Regions from separate parts of the Hordeum vulgare genome. Here region 2 is linked to region 1. The links are chromatin contacts, called in public Hi-C maps. All regions are on one chromosome and are shown on one strand. Each heading gives the region's core, a stretch centred on a gene start, on an enhancer-like site or on the middle of the called end of the contact. The rest is flanking DNA. Distances are from core to core; before and after follow the strand shown. Region 1 holds the start of LOC123410505 (cytochrome b561 and DOMON domain-containing protein At4g12980-like). Region 2 has its middle 170 kb from the start of LOC123411877.

Evidence for each region. Hi-C and Micro-C count contacts between places; a contact is called where the count stands out from the background.
Region 2: a Hi-C map of seedling shows a contact between it and region 1, with 4 times the contacts expected there. The contact joins the enhancer-like site here to the promoter of LOC123410505 in region 1. A contact is called at or near these places in 3 of 6 Hi-C or Micro-C datasets (leaf and seedling) and 1 of 1 datasets of contacts at active chromatin or transcription factors (embryo).

The regions. Positions count from the first base shown.
Region 1 is chr7H:192,593,129-192,597,730 of MorexV3_pseudomolecules_assembly, forward strand. It overlaps LOC123410505 (cytochrome b561 and DOMON domain-containing protein At4g12980-like), which reads right to left and starts at 2,226. Exons shown (of 3, transcript XM_045103450.1): 1 at 1,475-2,226; 2 at 330-584; 3 at 1-208. The coding sequence starts at 2,089.
Region 2 is chr7H:192,829,927-192,834,528 of MorexV3_pseudomolecules_assembly, forward strand. No RefSeq gene overlaps it. Among protein-coding and RNA genes, the nearest start is that of LOC123411877, 170 kb to the right of the region's middle. Within about 2 kb of position 2,750, at least 3 of the 3 cell types and tissues checked have open chromatin away from gene starts, as enhancers often do. A contact at or near this core is called in leaf and seedling, where this site is marked.

The DNA.
Region 1 (4,602 bases), core at 976-3,475:
CCTCCAGCACCACGGCCACACCGCCCAGGATGCCGATTGCGATGATGTACCCCGTCTTCCACTTCTGCTCCACGTTCAGGATGCTCATGCCCTTGAAGATGTTGACGATGCCCAGGATGATGATGGTGTAGCCCACCGAGTGGTGGTACACGTTCCAGTACACCCGCAGCTTGTGATCCTTCTTGGGCCTCAGGAACAACGCAAAGATCTATAGTAGACCAAATAAATCAAACATATTAGTAAGCTCCCCTCTATGCAACTGACATCGCAAATTTTGGTGCACAAATACTGAATAGATAAGAGGAATTGGGAATGTGGAGATCATATACCTGAACGGTACCAAGAGCAAATACAGCGATCCCAATGTTCCTGTGAAGCGAGTAGGTGATTCCCTTGGACAGATTTCCTAGATGAATACCGGTGGCCCAGCCGGATACTCCCACACCATACCCTATCAGCTGGCAAGCAACGTGAAGGTAGAACCAAGCAGGGTCGGCTGATTTGAATGTCTTGAGATATCTAGCAACTATGCCTCCCATTGGCAGTAGAATCCCCCAACTCACAGCATTCAGAATTCCATGGGTCTGAAGAACAAAAAACAGGGGTAAGAATTGACAATGTTTTGATAAAATCACTACTCATCACAACAACTTTTGTATGATTTTATATGTGCATATGTATCAACAGGGACTATTGGATTTATTCCCCCCCTTAAGAATTACTGATTTCTTTATCACAACACAGGCATAAAAAGGGCTAAGGCTAGCAGAGACAACTTCTATGTCAATGCCATGAATGAACATGCAGATGTAGCTATCAACAATTAGACTGATCAAGGCGTAAAAGTCCACCAAGGCAGGAAGAAATCTAGCTAGGCAAGAAAAATTCAGCCCCAGTGTATAAACTTTCAAAGTGCATTGAACAGAAGAAACCATGTGGCATGTGACACACAGAGTCAACGTACCAGGAGCTGATGTATTTTCAGATCAAAGTCAACTCATGCCAACAAGAACACTAGTTAATTAGGCATCTGCATGTGAGATTTCACATGGCAACAGGCATAGTTTTCTTATGAGGTGTCCGTTAGAAGCATACAGAATTGATGGTATTTCCATGTTGTTGCACTACACATGCATAGAGCAAAACTGATTCATGTGGTTTACTCCTGTTTACTCATTGCAGTAACGCTTGGACAGCTACACTTATTCACTCGTAGAAAAGTTGAATTCAAAAAAAATTAGAGCTTCGGTTAAAAGGTGAAAATTGTCCCTATAATATTGCCAGAAATTGGGAGCTTCAGAGTTTTACTCCCCATAATTTTGATCCTACTCAAGTTGTTTCTGTAGAGAATGTATCTTTTCGTACAATTTTAGTTTGCGTTACGATTGCCAAACTGAATCGGAAGTATATAAAAGCTCGAGGATAGAGGCATAAATGTCGAATCAAATCAATAAATTCTGGGTAGAGCGCTCACATTTTTCTTCCTGAGGATGCTGCCTCCGCTGACGGCGGTGGTCGCCCCCGTGATGAGGTTGAGCTTCCCCTTGGCGCCCATGTTGGCAGCGGCCATTGCGTGTATGCCGATGCTCCCGCCGGACACCTGCCCGACCTGCCAAACCTGGTTCACCTCCCCGGTGCCGTTCTGGAGCGCGAGCTTCCCGAACATCTGGACGCGGCCGTCAGCGCCGACCTCGGCGGCGAGGTCGGTCGTCTTGTAGGCGATGCTCCCCGGCGATCCGAGGGACGTTCCCTGGATGGCGTACGTCTCCACGCCGTACGCGCCGCCCTTGGGTGCGGCGACGAGCGCCTGGGTGCCGCTCATGCCGTCGCCGGTGGGGTTGAGCCCCCAGGCGACCCAGCCGCCGGCCGAGGGCGGCGCGGCGACGAAGGCCACGGAGAGGGAGGACGCCGCCGGGTCGTAGGTCCAGTGCACGGACGCGCCCAGGGTAGGCAGGTCGGTGCAGGCCGCGTACACGCGGTTCTTGGAGAACCTCTCCGCCGTGCACGCCCCCGCCGCGCCCACGCTCGCCGGCGCCGCGGCCAGCAGCGCCGCCGCCGCCAGCAGGGCGAGAACCCGCGTGACGGACATGGCGGATGGATGGACGGGGGATCTCTTCTCCGGGGCCGAGGAGTTAATGGGGGTTCAGGTGGGAGGAGACCGGTGGGTGGGGAAAGAGGAGAGCTTTCTTTCGGGCTCAGAGTCGGAAGGAAGCAGAGCCGGGGCGTGTGGGAAGCAGGGGAGGGAGATGGCGCGGTTAATAAAGGAGGAGGCGGTGAGGGTGGTGTGGACTTTGGGAAGGGAAGGCGGAAACGTGGGCGCGTGTGATTGGGCGGGGGTTGACGCGGTCTGAGGCTTTTAGGAAAGGCTAAACACGTTCCGTTTTTACGTCCGTTCCTTGCCGTTTCTGCGCGGCGACTTGCCGAGTTTACTACTGAGCCGTAGCGTACGGTTCATGGATATGGTGCGTACGTACCTGCCTACATTTGACGTGATGACAAACTTCTGCATGACCATGTAGATTCAGTGCTGCCAGAGTGCTCAGTTTAGTCTACGGGATCCGCTAACTAAGCACAAACACAATTGTCGATATGGAAGTTCAACCTTTCTCAAGATGACGATGAAGTTGAATAGGAAGTCAATTATCATGTACTCCATCCGTAAAATTTAGATCATTAAAGTATCATGATAAGGCAGCTATTCGAAAGAGCTTTTAAAGAGAGATTGAATGCTTCTTAATATAATATAATCTTCTTTGACATGAAATCCCTCCTTGACGAATTTGAATCTTCTTCAAGGCTGCCTGTAATGAGAGTATCATACGTAGTATTATACATGTCAACTAATCAATTTTAATAAGGTGACATAGAATTAAATTAAAAAAAATGGTTGAGTATCATATCGTGATATTGTATCATATCATGATAATGTATCATGTACTCCCTCCGTAAATAAATATAAATTATTTAGATCATTAAAGTATCATCATAAGGCAGCTATTATCGAAAGAGCTTTTAAAGAGAGATTGAATGCTTGTTAATATACTATAATCTTCTTTGACATGAAATCCCTCCGTCACGAATTTGAATCTTCTTCTAGGTTGTCCGTAATGAGAGTATATGTAATAGTCTTATACATGTCAACTAGACAATTTCGATGAGGTGACATAGAATTAAATCTTTACCTAATAATAAAGAGGCTATCGCTTTCGTCGGAAAACCCACCGAGGTGATTTTACAAAAAAGCCCTTACTGTTTATGACATTAAACTCGTAGTATATATTAAATATTTTTTTAAATACTCATATCTTTTAAACCGTAACTCCAATTTAACATATTATACATGGAATTTGATTAGAAAAATATGTAGAATTTAAATATGATATTATTTTATCTGTTAAACGTTTAATAAAAATACTATCTAGGATGCAATCTTAATAAATAAGTCATTATTCGTCTTTCTTTCATACCGGTACTCATCCGGGTTGGGGATGAGCACGTCAACAAAATCAGGATTAGAGATGAAACTGAAGGTCACTTGACTGATTCTTTGTACGTATTAAATCTACATGCAAGCCGTGTTAAAATAGAAGACCTGTGAAATTTTGAACTACATTTTTGTAGGATAAGACCATCTTTATTTGTATCGTAACTATAAATTCTCAAATTATAGACATTTTTTATAAATTAAGAGCGTGTGCCGTGTGGTATTTCTTTCTCCCGTTGCAACGCATGAGCCCTTTTGCTAGTGAAGAAAGAGAGGGTTACGTATCATATCATGATACTGTATCATATTAACTGATGTGTTACTATGTGTCTTGCATGACAATAAATATTCTACCTTATGATTCCAACATATAGTACTATGCATTACGGATGTGGTATCATATAGACTAGTATCATATGCATGATACTAGTATATGATATTATCGATTACAACCAACCTTAGCGGACTTCACAAATTTGATGGGTTAGGGCTTCTCGAGACCCGTGTCACCAATGAGGACATTCTAGGCGTAGTAAATCATCTCCCAGCGCATAAATCCCCACGCCTGAGATTTTAGCACAACCTATATTAACTGTGAAGAAGAATAAATAAGTAGGAAAAAATCGAGACAAACTCCCTGTTGGCCCACCCTAAGAGATTGGACTAGATCCGCCACTACATTACTCTCACTCCCAAAAGAACGATTTCATGTGTCGAGAGATTTCAAACCTATTTCACTAGCAAACTACACCATCAAGATCATGACAAAAAAATAACCAACAAATTGCAAAGAATCATTCTTGAGTTGCTTCATATCAATCCATATGAGTTTCTAAGATTGAGATATATTCATGAGTGCGAGGGTCGGGCCTTTAAATATTTGCATCAATGCCATAGTTCAAGCAAGGAAATAATTATCCTCAAACTAAACTTTGAAAAGACTTTTGACCTGATTGAACAAATTATTTCTGGACATCCTACAAGCTAGAGGCTTTGGTCATAGATGGATCAATTGGATTAAAAATGATTTTTGGGTCTCAAACTTCTTCTATTCTGCTCAGTGGAGTCTCGATGAAGCAATTTCAAAAGGGGGGGCTCTCCCCTCTTATTTTTTTGCT
Region 2 (4,602 bases), core at 1,500-3,999, 240 kb after region 1:
GGGTGGGGATGACGTCGTCGGGAGGAAGGAGATAGAGCACGCGTGGGCTGTCGCTGGGGATAACAGAGAGGGAGAGATGGGCCTCGGGAGGGGGAAGTAGGCCCATGCTGGCGACAGGTAAGGGAGAAAACCCCCTGGGGTTTTCTATTTAGAACAACACCAGCAAATAAATAAGCTCCAGGGAAAAACTATGGCACCAAAATTAAAATAAAAAGTGCCCCTCGTCATAAGGAATTATGACCTATTTGAATAAAATGAAAAAGGAATTTTTGGAGCATCTAAATATATACAAAACAGAAATAATCGCACTGTTTTGTGAATATTTGCACCACTCAAACAAAGTTTCAAAATACTATAAACCTAGCATCACATCCATCACAAAACACTTAGAAATATGGACATTTCTGAATCAAGGATGGAGCAAGAGAAACTAGTGCTTAAGATAAATAGAGAAGGGCGAGTTTTTAAAGCCATATGGAAACCTAGCATAAGTTGCACCCTACTCTCAAATGCACCACTCCACAACACTCCACATATCATCACACATCATCACCCATGGGACCACAACAACAACAAACAATATAATGAAGGCATGGATGAATGGATGCATGAATGCAAAGGAAAACAAGACATGCACATGAAATACCACATGGAATATAACTCTCATTGCAATGGCAAGATGGACCCACACACAGAAGGTTCCAAATAAGGCAAGTTACACTCTGGGCCATTACATCCATCCACTAGATGTGGGACCACCCCCTCAATCTGACCATCTTGTTTATCCCGGTCAATCATGATCGCTAACATATCCGCCACTAAATTAAATAGTATGGAAGATATGGAGTCCCCTTGTCTTAACCCCTTTCTTTTTTCTAAGTACCATCCTATGTCATCTTAGAGTATCTAAAGTTGGACATAGCAAATATGACCCCCTAAACGTTTATCGACGTGTCCGATCAGTGATCGGGCGTGTTCCCTATTTGTCCGCTCACGCAGCCACACTCCTTATTTTTTCCTCATATATCCGGTCACTTGCACGTGATTGATGGAAAGAAAGAGAGAGGATGAAAAGAATGAATAAAGAGAAGAAAAAAAGGTGGTCCAGGGTGAGGTTGTGTCCTACGTGGCGGATTGACCGCCGCGTCCGTGAGCACTCATATCCTCCCTATATTTGAGATGGGTATGAGGGTTCGCAGACAACCCATACGTATATGGATGATATGAGGGATATGGTTGGGTCGCTTTTTTCCTTCTCTCTCCTGTTCGATCAGTGACCGGGCGTGTTCATGGGCGTTTGAGAGGTCGTCTGAGGCATCCGGTTGTAGCTACACTCGGACCTTGCAGATCTGGCCCCTCAAACGTCCGTGGACGCGCCCGGTCATGCCTCGAATAATGCATTCTACATCCTGACACCTTAAATCTCATATGCCAAATCCATACAGCCCATGCAACTACTACGTCGACACATTACACACATCGTCCGGCTACTCCATCACTACTAACAGCCATCGGACTACCAAAACTTGACATGGTTAGCTATGGTGGAGATCAACCACGACTACCCTTGTCCTTCCTGGTGCCCTTGTTGTCCTTTTCGTGAAAGTACCGGTCAAAGACGTAGTACGGATCGAGACGGATCTGCTTGTCGCCGGAGTTGTCCTCGCCGTCGCTCACCTCCTTTCTCCTCATTCGATGGCAGTCCGGCCATTTCACGGACCACCGATTCTGCTCGCGAGCGAGGGCGGCGTGTTCCTCCGTTGTCGTTTCTTCAAAATGCGGGTGCAGATGGCTTCCTCCTATGCGGTCGCCCGCGCCACCTCATCAACCGCCTCCTGCAATCCACAAGGGACGACCCCGAGTCGATGGATCCCGACTGATCGGAGACAGATTCGTTGCCCGCCATGTAGGAGAAGCCCGGAGATCGCCGGAGGTGAGCTTGGGTGGCGGATGAGAATGGAAGGGAGTGGAGTGAAGTGGGTAGAGTTCGGTCCGACGAACGGATGGGGACGAATATATGTGGGATAGATGCGGACGGTGCGGGCCACGGGACGACCCCCTCCCAGTCGATGGATCCCGACTGGTTGGAATCAGATCCGTTGCCCACCATGTAGGAGAAGGCCGGAGATTGCCGGAGCTGAGCTTGGGTGGCACATGAGAGTGGAAGGAGTGAAGTGAAGTGGCTAGAGTTTGGTCCGACGAGCGGATGAGGACGAATATATGTGAGGTAGATGCGGGCGGGAGGCGGGCGTGCCCAAGCTTTTTCATATTCGTTCCACAATTGTACTGGATTTAAGGGGTACGGGTCAGCCCGAGCATTTGAGATCGGTTTGAAAGATCTGGTTGGATCGATTTTTTTGATCGGTTAGTATTCGGATGGTTTGTCCGGACGTTTGATGGGAGTTTAAAAATCCGAATGTAGATGCTCTTACCAAGGCTTTAGCGACACTGAAAGCCAGCAGTTTTGCGACGTGCTATGCACAGCCATTGACACAAACCTTACGTTCCTGTCGTTCATGGACTTGATGGCCGTAGCTGCGACCGTACTCTGCCCGATTTGGTCATGTCTATAAACCAGAGAAGTCTACTCTCGTGGAAACACACGGACGTTCGAAGGAAAGTTTACAACGGGCCAACTGACCTGACCCGATCAAAGCTTCTCCCGCCAAATTAATGAGCTCCGGTAGGGTATTCCATTTCCACGAACGTGTGTGAAGTGCCAGTATTCAGGCCTGGAACACGGGGTCACAGCTCCACGGTGTGCGAGTCAAGCCTCAACGTCGGTGTCAATGAGACCTTGTCCAGTATCTGTTGACGTTTACTCTCACAGTCTCACTCAGTTGGTCAAAGTCAGACTAATCACGCCGAACACATCAAGTGGCTGCAATGTGTACGGGTGGTCACGGATTCGCATTAAGAGTCTTCCGGCGCCGCAGCAGAGACAGACCAGATGGGAACTTAGCTTAGCAGAAATAATTATGGTCACACTTAGCTTAGGAAGTTTGCAACTACACGATGAGAATCATCCAACTAAGTGTGAAATTCAATTAATCTTCTCTAGCCTGCGAACTCTTTTTTTTATATAAAAAAGCTTTCCAGTTTCTCTTGCACCAACTTGCTCTTTTTCTTTCTCTGGATGGCTTGATATAACGTTCTTTGGACGACCATGGTCAGCAGAACTAGATATTTGGCCCAAATCCATCGCAATCGTCTAGCCGGCAAATGGAGCAGGCGCATTACCATTATTCTACTCGCCTGTTACGAAGGTGTTTTTTATTTCGCCCTACAGGCGTCTGTTAATATACATTTTTACAAACGGGCGCCACCGAGCTGTCCCATCTTCGGGTTTTCAAATCTGTCCCTAATAATAAATCACGCATCGCTTCTACCGTACATCGTCAGTCATTTTACACAAAACCTCCTACATTTTTTCAAATTAACCCGCAGTCCGGATATAAATGACAAGAAAGAATCGTTCTTTTGTAGTTTTGCAAAAAACCCTTCTGTTTTCATGGAATCAACCCGCAATCCGTTTTGTCCGCATTTTACAGAAAACCCTAACTTTTACGATAAATAACACGCAGTCTATCTTTCAGTCAAAACGAATTATTTTTTATACTTTCACATAAACACCCTAACATATGCGTTAATAACTCCGAAGTCTATTTAAAATAAATTTATATTTTTAAATAACAATATCTTTTAAACCGTGAATCCAATTTAAACATGTTATATACGAAATCTGATTAGAAAAATGTGTAGAGTTTAAATATATTGTTATTTTACATGTTAAATATTTTTAAAATAGTATATAAGATATAATGTTAATCAGTATTTGTCTTTATTTCATATCGACGATGTGTATTATAACATGTAAACTTAAACGTCAATATTTGAAAAATGTTATAATCCTTGGGCATAATGTACTTGCACTAGGTTCTCACTTTGCACATATTTCATGACCTAATTAGACTTTACGTACGTGTCTTTTCTTGATAGAATCCACGCGCGTTTTTACCAACAAACTACACTTTTTTTCTAGTGAATACACAAATAGTTTTTATAGCATGTAAATGCATATATAAAATTGATGAACATCATAAGTACAGGAAGGTTTATTTTAAAAAAATATCATAAGTATTATTTATCTGATAGTAATGAATGTTAATCGTTGAATTTTTTTAGGTTTCATCTATTACATATGATGGCTATACATATATGCTTTTTTAAATATACTCAATTTATAAACGCAGCCTCCTCAGTGCCGAATGACACTACGACGATGATGTCTGAGTATGGTCGTAGGTGTACATCATCAATATGACAAGTCAGAACAAAAATTCAGTTAAAATAATGGCGTTTCAGGTAAGAAATGTTAACGCACGGGCATTTGTGCTAGTACTAAAAAAGAACGCAAGAGGAAGATCGAACCACCGACCTCAACATCGGGCTAAGCCATGGAAAGCATCACGCCACGTTTGCTGATACGTTAACTGTGATCTTTTTTTTCTTTTCTTATTACTTCCTTTCTTTGCCTTTTTTTCCTTTATTCCCTTTTCCTTTTTGCTTTTTTGTTTTCTTTTTTTCCTTCTTCTTTCTTTT